Regions from separate parts of the Mus musculus genome. Here regions 1 and 3 are each linked to region 2. Evidence: chromatin contacts called from public promoter capture Hi-C data. All regions are on one chromosome and are shown on one strand. Each heading gives the region's core, a stretch centred on a gene start, on an enhancer-like site or on the middle of the called end of the contact. The rest is flanking DNA. Distances are from core to core; before and after follow the strand shown.

Region 1 (2,779 bases), core at 206-2,705, 260 kb before region 2:
TATCAGCAGCTTTGGGGGTTTGCTAAAATAAGCTTTCTCTACTGGTTCATTGCTTTTTCACAACTAAATCTGGAGTCTGAGGATGCATCTCAGTGGTAAAGTGCATAGAAAAGACCCCAAGCACATCAAAAATAAAACTAAATAAAGAATAATAACTAGGTTTGTGGTAAAGTCACTCCAAAAATCCTGTGAAGATTATAAACTGTATGCCCAGAAAGTCATAGGTCCATGACTACACATCTGACCCCAGAATAATTTTCAAAGGCTCTCAGTTCATGCAAGGAACCATTGCACAGTAAGAAAGCTTAGTGCTGGGTTGCACACTCCTAAGAGCTGGGAACTGTCTTCCAATTTGTGTAGATTGGGCTTGACAATATTGGTGAGCATGGGACACAGTGAGCATTAGTCCTGGGGAATACCATGGGATAGGAATGTGTACACAGGTATTTTTTAATGAAAGGTATCATATTTACATTTTCATCGTTCAGCAAAACTGCACTGAACCTGAGAGAAACGAGCCAAAGAAAATGCTTCAAATAGCAAAACTATTTAGGATTTCTACAGATAAGCATTCATCTTGTAACTCACAGCTATGTGGCTGCTCAATCCAGAGCTTACAAATAATGATTACCATGTGGGCGTTGCGGAAAGCCCAAGCATAGACTCTTCTCGCGGGTATCTTTGTATCCAACGCAGGTGTGCCTTTGAGGATGAACCATTCCACCGTGTCATTTTCTCACCTGCTCAGCAGATTCTATATATGCCAACGAATTGAAATCAAGATGAACCTTGCTCTTTCATGGAACCATTTTCTAAAGTGAGGGCTAATTCAACTAAGAGTGAAGGGCACACTCCTTTCACAAATCAGGGAGGGTAAGGAGGCCCTGAAAGCAGGTGGCTACATCTGCTTACAACACACACTGTGACAAGTCCCTGGTGATGTCATGCAACAATATCAAAACAACCAGAATGTGATTCAAAGACACCTTCGCCTGAACAACCAGACCTTGGGAATACAGCATGTGGTGAAGTTTTATTTTCTCTAAAAGGCAATTAGTAAATTGCTCACATTTTGTTGCTGAAAGGCTACGTCAGCATGAACAGATGGAAATTTTTTTAAAATCTGCAAAGTGCAAATATTAGGAATCACAGCCATTGATTTACCTTCTACCAAGTAAATGAGAGCTACAGACTATGAAGTGCTCTTTCTATAATTAAACATGTAATTAAACTCGCATTCCTTGTAGCTCCTGTGTCTTCCCACTTAATTCTAAGTGTGTATCCATTTTAAGTATGTATACTCAGGGTTCCAGTCTGCACTAAACGGGTCTTCTTCAACAGATAGATGGCACCAAACTGGTCCTCAAATTCATCTCGCCATGTTGCTGCTCTCTGAGTTTTTCACAGCACGCTGTACTCCGTAATAAGAAATCACATGAGGTGGGCCTTGTGTTGGGACAGATGGTGGGAACAGCTGAGAGAGATGTAGCCGGTTTACAAGCTCCGAGAGATCAGGACAAAGCATACTTAGAAAAATTCTTAGGAACATTTAGTCTGAAAAACCGGAATTTAAGTGATGCAAAGAGGAGAGAAGAAAATCAAGATCTTTCTGCTCCTTTAGCAGTGCCGTTGTCTGTCTTCTAAAAACAAAGCAGTCTGTAACTCACTCACAAACTGCTATAGCAGTTATCAGACTGATTTTCAAACTTATAACAATTATGATAATAAACTATGAAACTGAACACCTGGCAGTCAACTAACTCAGGAAGTTATTCCCCCCATCAGTCTGAATTGGAGGTGTTTTGATCTACTTGTGAATACAAGGGGGACAATTTTAATCTAATTTCCATAAGATTCCAAAAAAAAAACAATTGGAGAAATCTTCCTGAAATTAATTCTCTTCTTGAAAGCTTCAAGTGGGCCCTTGCCCTTCATAAATGAGCCACTTTGATTGGCTTTGTTACATGTAGTGGTATGTTTAGTTGAAAATATATAGAAAAACTCAGTGTGCGTTTTGCAAACTTAGATTCAAAGTAATAAATATGATTCAAAGGTGCTAAAGAAAAACAAATATTTTTTTCAACGTTAGAAGATTGGGTGCACATATAAAACTTTAAGAAAGAAATAATTGTCTGGGCTGGCCAGGCTTGTGTCAACTTGACACACAAAGTAGAATTATCTGAAGGGAGGGAACCTCAGTGAAGATGCTTCTATAAGATCAGACTGTGAGTTATTTTCTCAATTAGTGATTGAAAGTGGAGGGCCCAGCCCATTGTGAGTTGTGGCATCCCTGGGCTGTGGTCCTGGGCTGTATAAGAAAGCAGGCTGACAAGCCATAGGGAGCAAGCCAGTAAGCAGCACCTTCCATGGCCTCTGCATCAGCTCCTCCCTCCGGTTGCTGCCCCGTGTGAGTTCCTCTGTTAGCTTCCTTCAATGATGAACAGTGCTGTGGAACTATAAAGTGAATAAACCCTTTCCTTCCCAACTTGCTTGTTGGTCATGGTGTATTGTCACGGCAATAGAAAGTCTCACTAAGGCATGTTGGTGCCAGCATAGTTCATATTGTCATGATAGAGCTGGACATGTCTTGGGGGGAATTGTGGGAAGACTTTGGAACTTGGAACTAGAAAAGCCACTAAGTGTTGAAATCTCAGCGATATTTCTGTGGAAGATTAGAAGAGAGCAGTGCAGAAGATGGAGGCCTGGCTGGTAAAGTTTCAGAGGGAAGTTTAAAGACTCTATGAGGCCATTTGTTATTTTGAATCGAGATTCTGCTTTT
Region 2 (2,766 bases), core at 61-2,560:
TGGAGGTTTTTCAAATAAAGCACTCTTATTCTCTGAAGCACAAACACATAAATTCTGATAACTGTATCATCAAGCTCCTTTCCAATGACAGCTTTTTTTTTTCTTTCTGAAAATGCTCTGACATTTCTAGGGGACACAGTATCTCAGCACTGAATACCTGGGAACCTTGCCATAGAAAAATGCTGCCTGCTGTGACTGAGAGATCACTTTCTTAAAGGGACCTTCACCTGGGTGGCTGCGGTGCCGCCGGTGTTTGCTCCTTTCCCTGGTCTGTTCCCTGTCCTGTGTTCCTGTCTGCAGCCCAAATTTAGCTCAGGGTCTTTCTACAAGAGGAACATAGTTTCTAATATTTTGGTAAATACCTCTAAACTGCAAGAATGTATTCTAGAATATTTAAAGTTAAACCGGTCTGGAAATAAACATTTATGTTTACTAATAACATTTTTGAATGTTTTATGAGACCCATAGCATTTCTCAGTTAAAGTGAGATCCAGACTCCTCTCTCTCTCTCTCTCTCTCCTCTCTCTCTCTCTCTCTCTCTCTTTCTCTCTCTTTCCTCTCCCCCCTTACCCCCCTCGTGTGTGTTTCTCTTACTCTGCCAAGTCATAACAATAATGGTCTGTCCCACCTTCTAGAATTCTTCACTCCAAACAGAAAGATTTTAGCCTCCATCTGAGAAGAGATGCTTTGCCCAGAGAGAAACACCAGTTTTCTGCCTCACAGATAGTACACTTGATTAAACCGGCTCTCCAACACCATCACTTCCTACTTTCTCATGCTCTCTCCCATTCCACCAGGAACGATGACAGATATCATCCACCCTCCCAAACCAGGTTAGAACCCAGAATGAGCAAGGAGCCACCTACCATTCCGTGCCTGAGAACTAGGATCCTGGTCCGGCTGTTTGCCCCAGAAATCCTCCCTACTGGGTAGTCATTAGCCACATTCCAAACCGGAGTAAGGAGCAGAGTCTTTGGAGGTGTAGCGATTGTTTAAAAATAATAACAGACAGGTGATTTCCAAGAAGACCCAATCTTTAGCTCACTCAAGCCCCTAGTAATTGAGGAGTGAGGAGGAAAAAGGAAATTTGTAAAAATGAAAATAGAAAAAAAAAAGGGTAAGCATATAAGAAGCACCACCCACCCCCCATAAAAATAAACTGAGACGACGAGGAGGCTTAAGAGAAGAGAGAGCGGCTTGCTGAATCACCCTCTCACTGCCTGGAAACCATTGTGCAGCGGGAGGCTGCCTGTACCATTGTGGAACCTACCAGAGGAGACGGACAGAGGGCTTGGGGAATGGGGTTGCTATGGCAACTGAAAGGAGCACACATGACGTCAAAGCCCAGAGAGGTCTAGGGAGGGGTAGGAGGAGGAAAGAGAAAAAGGAAAAAGTCTATCTGTGGCTACAGCTACCTCGTTTTCTGGCAAAATGAGAAGCAGGCTTCGGAACTTGGCAACCAAAATATGCGAATTCAGCGTGCGGGGGGGGGGGGGTGGTGGGGGTGGTAGGGGGGGTGGAATTCTGCACGAAGCCAAAGAGCATCCTCCCTGCTGCTCCAGCTCTGCACAGCACCAAGGGCAGATCAAACAGCCATTGGGAAGCCAGTCACCCCGGATTTTCAACTACCTCAGCTTTTTACAAACAGCGAAGGAAGGCAGAGGTGTACCATCTCTCTGAATGTGAAAACAAACAAGAGATGAATTCAACCTCAGAAGAGATGCAAGATTGGACCTGCGTCTGGACCATAGAGGTCATTTGTCCAACCCCATTTCTTCTTAGTCTCCCTATTTTTGTACAAACCCTGCATAAATATCCGCTAAAGCAAACTGGCTAGACCGGTATTTATAGTGCAGTTTAAGGTAGAAAGAAACTACTGACAATTTGAGTTAATAAATTAAGGGTACTGTGGTATTCTTTTTCTGGTTTCAGAAAATTCCATGGGAAACTAATACAAATTGAATTTACTACATATCTAATTTTTAAGCAAATTTTCTGACTTTGCTATATGAAATTTTAAATCATGTATATATGTGTGTGTGTGTGTGTGTGTGTGTATAGATATAGATGATATAGATATGGATGATATAGATATAGATGGAATGATCCCTAGAGTACTTTCACTATTAAAATGTTTACCAAAACAATTTTCACCTTATTTCACATATAGCATCATTTCAATACATATTTTGAAAGTAATCCTAGTCTTTGGACTTTTCAAGCTACACAATTAGATTCAATGCTGGTTTTTCTCAAACATCTTTTAGATGGGTTTCCATCTATTGAACCAAAGTGATGCTAAAATTCATGTTTTCACACCGTGCTCTGGAACTGGCCCACTGACTTGAGCGAGGAGCCCCTGTCCCTCTGCCGTAGGGTTATGAGTAAGGTTAAACAGGTGTAAAGCCAGCAGAGATGGCGGACCCTGCGATGCATCATGAGATCCTGAGGGACCACATCGAGTTTTCAGTCCCCGAGATGTTTTACCCGAGAAGAAAGCCCAGAAAGGAAAAGTTGTGTGAGCTCTCGCTCTACAACTCCCAACATGTTGTTGGTTGTTTCTGTGTTCTGAATTCAAGTCCCATGAGAACCAGTAGCTGACTGCTAATTTTTACTCTCCACTTGGGTCTACTTATACATTATGACTGCCTGGTATAAACTATGGATGAACAGCCAAGCAACTTCACAGTAGACAGCTTCTAAATTATTGGTCTAAATGTCCTTCCTTTCCTCTGCTTCTCTCTCTCCACCTTTTCTGTGCTAGGA
Region 3 (2,948 bases), core at 83-2,582, 460 kb after region 2:
AAAACATGTTCTTATACTATGGGCTGGAAAGATGGTTCAGTGGTTAAGAGCACTGACTGCCCTTCCAGAGGTCCTGAGTTCAAATCGCAGTAACCACATGGTGGCTCACAACCATCTGTAATGGGATCTGATGCCCTCTTCTGGTGTGTCTGAAGACAGCTACAGTGTACTTACATATAATAAATAAATAAATCTTTACAGAAACCCAAATTCCAGAATTTTCACCTCAAAACAAACAATAAAATATTCAACTTCAGTCTTTGTCTCCTTATCTACAAATTTGTATATGCACGTGAATGCACACAAAAAAAAACCTCCATAATCTTGCACCACTATCCTAACCTCTCACCACATTGTCAGAGAGTGATTCAGCCTTCTTTTTGGGGGTCAAGGTCTCATGTAGGCCAGGCTGGCCTTGAGCTTGCTGTATAGCTGGTTGGTATTTCATCTGTGTCTGCTTTGTAAAAGAGCTGTTTGCTGCAGCTCTGGGTATGTTTGCAAACATGAACCAGGCAGCGGGAACGGGAGAGGCACCAGCACAAGGTGGGCAGCATGACCCACAACACAAACCCAAGGCTCCTTCCAGCTCAGTGGCCAGGCAGAGTCCATGCTGGCTTCTGAGGGAGTCCGAGGTCCTGGGAGGGAGTGGAGGAGGGAGGTTCCCTCTGCTTTCACCTGGACAATTTATTCCTTCTCTGGTCTGCCTTGTTTAACTTGCCTGGTACGATCTGAGACAGCAAGAAGTCTTTAATCTGTAATTTTCCTCAGTGTTTTGCTTTTCAGTTGGACTTTTCTGGGTTTAAGACATTCTTACCTGGCCCTGGTTTGAAAAATAGAACTTGAGCAAGGCACGGCGGCTCAGGTGTGACCTCAACACATGGGAGGTAGAAGCCTGGGACCAGCAGTTCAACACCACCGTGAGTTTGAAGGCAGCCTGGTCAACATACTGAAGTCCAGGCTAGCAAGGGCTAGTGGGACCCAGTATCAAAAATAAATGAATAGCCAGGCAGTGGTGGTGCATGCCTTTAATCCCAGCACTTAGGAGGCAGAGGCAGGTGGATTTCTGAGTTTGAGGCCAGCCTGGTCAACAGAGTGAGTTCCAGGATAGCGAGGGCTATATAGAGAAACCCTGTCTCAAAATAAAATAAAATAAAATAAAATAATGAATAAATAAACGGATGTCTGGGGTATATATTCCAGATGTAGATTCCAGATGTAGATCAACAGTAGGATTCACTTACCAGAATGCCCAGCCCCCAAACAGAACGGAGCTAAAGCTCCCTGTGGTGAGGGTGATTAACATCCATACTGAACTGAACGTTCAGACGCTTTCCCGTGCCTGTTGCTGATTGAAACCAGCCCTCAAATCATTTCCAAACCCCTGCAGTATATATTAGTCTTATAGTAACCTACAGACAACCTAAAGTATACAAGAGGATGTGTGTAAGGTGAATGCAAACACTAGACCATTTTATATATGATCTGAGTATCCATGGAGTCCCTTCTGGGGTGGGGCTCCTGAAACCAATCCTCAGGGTAGGGAGGTATGACTGTTTTGTGTTTTGTTGTTCACATTTATACATTTAAGTCATTCCGTGTGTCTAACGTTATACATGATGTTAGGGATGATGTTACTCATGATGTTTTACTATTTCCATATGGCTGCCAGCTCCCCATTTATCTAATATTCTTGTGCCAACGACATTCAATACTTATTTATTTGCAATGTAAGCCACTTTTTATTCCAGTTTCCAACATTGACTTAGCTATTTAGGGGCTTTCCCCTCCCGTGAAAATTTATCAACTTCCTTAAAATCTTATTTTATTTATTTATTTACTTATTTATTTTTGAGACAGGCTTTCTCTACATCAGCCTGACTGTCTTAGAACTCACAAGGTTGGCCTTGAACTCACAGAGGTCTTTACTATAGTTTTAAATATTTGTCCAAGGACCAAGGGGTGGTTCCATGGTTAAGAGAACTTGTTGCCTTTTCAGACGACCCCGGTTTGGTTCCCAGTACCACACATGGTGGCACACACCCTCTGGAACTCCAATTCCCAGGGATCTAATGACGTCTGACTTCTGCAGATACCAAGCTTACACATGGTGCATATACAGACATGCAGGCAAAACAGCATATGAAACATAACATTAAAAATGATTTTTAGGGGCTGGTGAGATGGCTCAGTGGGTAAGAGCACCCGACTGCTCTTCCGAAGGTCCGAAGTTCAAATCCCAGCAACCACATGGTGGCTCACAACCATCCGTAACGAGATCTGACGCCCTCTTCTGGAGTGTCTGAAGACAGCTACAGTGTACTTACATATAATAAATAAATAAATCTTTTTTTAAAAAAATGATTTTTAGGGCTGGGCTCAATGGTTAAGAACACCGACTACTCTTCCGAAGGTCCTGAGTTCAAATCCTAGCAACCACATGGTGGCTCACAACCATCCGTAATGAGATCTGACGCCCTCTTCTGGTTCATCTGAAGACAGCTACAGTGTACTTAGATATAATAATAAATAAATTTAAAAAATAATAATAATTTTTAAAGTGCTTGCTCAAAAATCTTGAGCAGGCAGGTTCAGATCCAGCACCCCGTAAGAAGCTGGGTGTCCAGCTCATGCCTGTCGCTTGGGCTCCAAGGAGGATAGAAACAGGAGGCTGCTGGCTGCCAGCCTAGCCAAGCAACAGGAGCCCCAATGAAGAAAGAGACTGCCTCAGATGGAGTAACAGGGAGGGAGTGATAGGGTCTAACCTCTGCTAGTGGATGGATCAAGTGTGTTCACACACTCACACACACATACATTTTTTAAGTGTATCTAACACTTTGGAGGCAGAGATAGGAAAATGAATTTTGAGAACAGACTGGTTTACAAAAGAAGATTGCAGATCTCTGGAAGTTCCAGGACCCTGGGACCTACATAGAGAGACACTGCCTCAA

The links. Promoter capture Hi-C pulls out the DNA fragments that hold promoters and counts their contacts.
Region 1: a contact with region 2 is called in a promoter capture Hi-C map of hippocampal neurons, with 7 times the contacts expected there. The contact joins the enhancer-like site here to the promoter of Mapk10 in region 2. A contact is called at or near these places in 1 of 39 promoter capture datasets (hippocampal neurons), 1 of 484 Hi-C or Micro-C datasets (cerebral cortex) and 3 of 115 datasets of contacts at active chromatin or transcription factors (astrocytes, embryonic forebrain and forebrain).
Region 3: a promoter capture Hi-C map of liver shows a contact between it and region 2, with 3 times the contacts expected there. The contact joins the enhancer-like site here to the promoter of Mapk10 in region 2. A contact is called at or near these places in 5 of 39 promoter capture datasets (cranial neural crest, frontonasal cranial neural crest, liver and 1 more), 1 of 484 Hi-C or Micro-C datasets (cerebral cortex), 3 of 115 datasets of contacts at active chromatin or transcription factors (embryonic basal ganglia, forebrain and neural tube) and 1 of 9 other capture datasets (adipose tissue).

The regions. Positions count from the first base shown.
Region 1 is chr5:102,952,171-102,954,949 of GRCm38.p6, forward strand. All of the region lies in intron 11 of Mapk10 (mitogen-activated protein kinase 10), which reads right to left. Among named protein-coding and RNA genes, the nearest start is that of Mapk10, 260 kb to the right of the region's middle. Within about 2 kb of position 1,456, at least 11 of the 459 cell types and tissues checked have an H3K27ac peak or open chromatin away from gene starts, as enhancers often do. A contact at or near this core is called in hippocampal neurons, where this site is marked.
Region 2 is chr5:103,210,024-103,212,789 of GRCm38.p6, forward strand. It overlaps Mapk10 (mitogen-activated protein kinase 10), which reads right to left and starts at 1,311. Exons shown (of 14, transcript NM_001081567.2): 1 at 867-1,311.
Region 3 is chr5:103,673,374-103,676,321 of GRCm38.p6, forward strand. No RefSeq gene overlaps it. Among named protein-coding and RNA genes, the nearest start is that of Gm25721, 17 kb to the left of the region's middle. Within about 2 kb of position 1,333, at least 9 of the 459 cell types and tissues checked have an H3K27ac peak or open chromatin away from gene starts, as enhancers often do.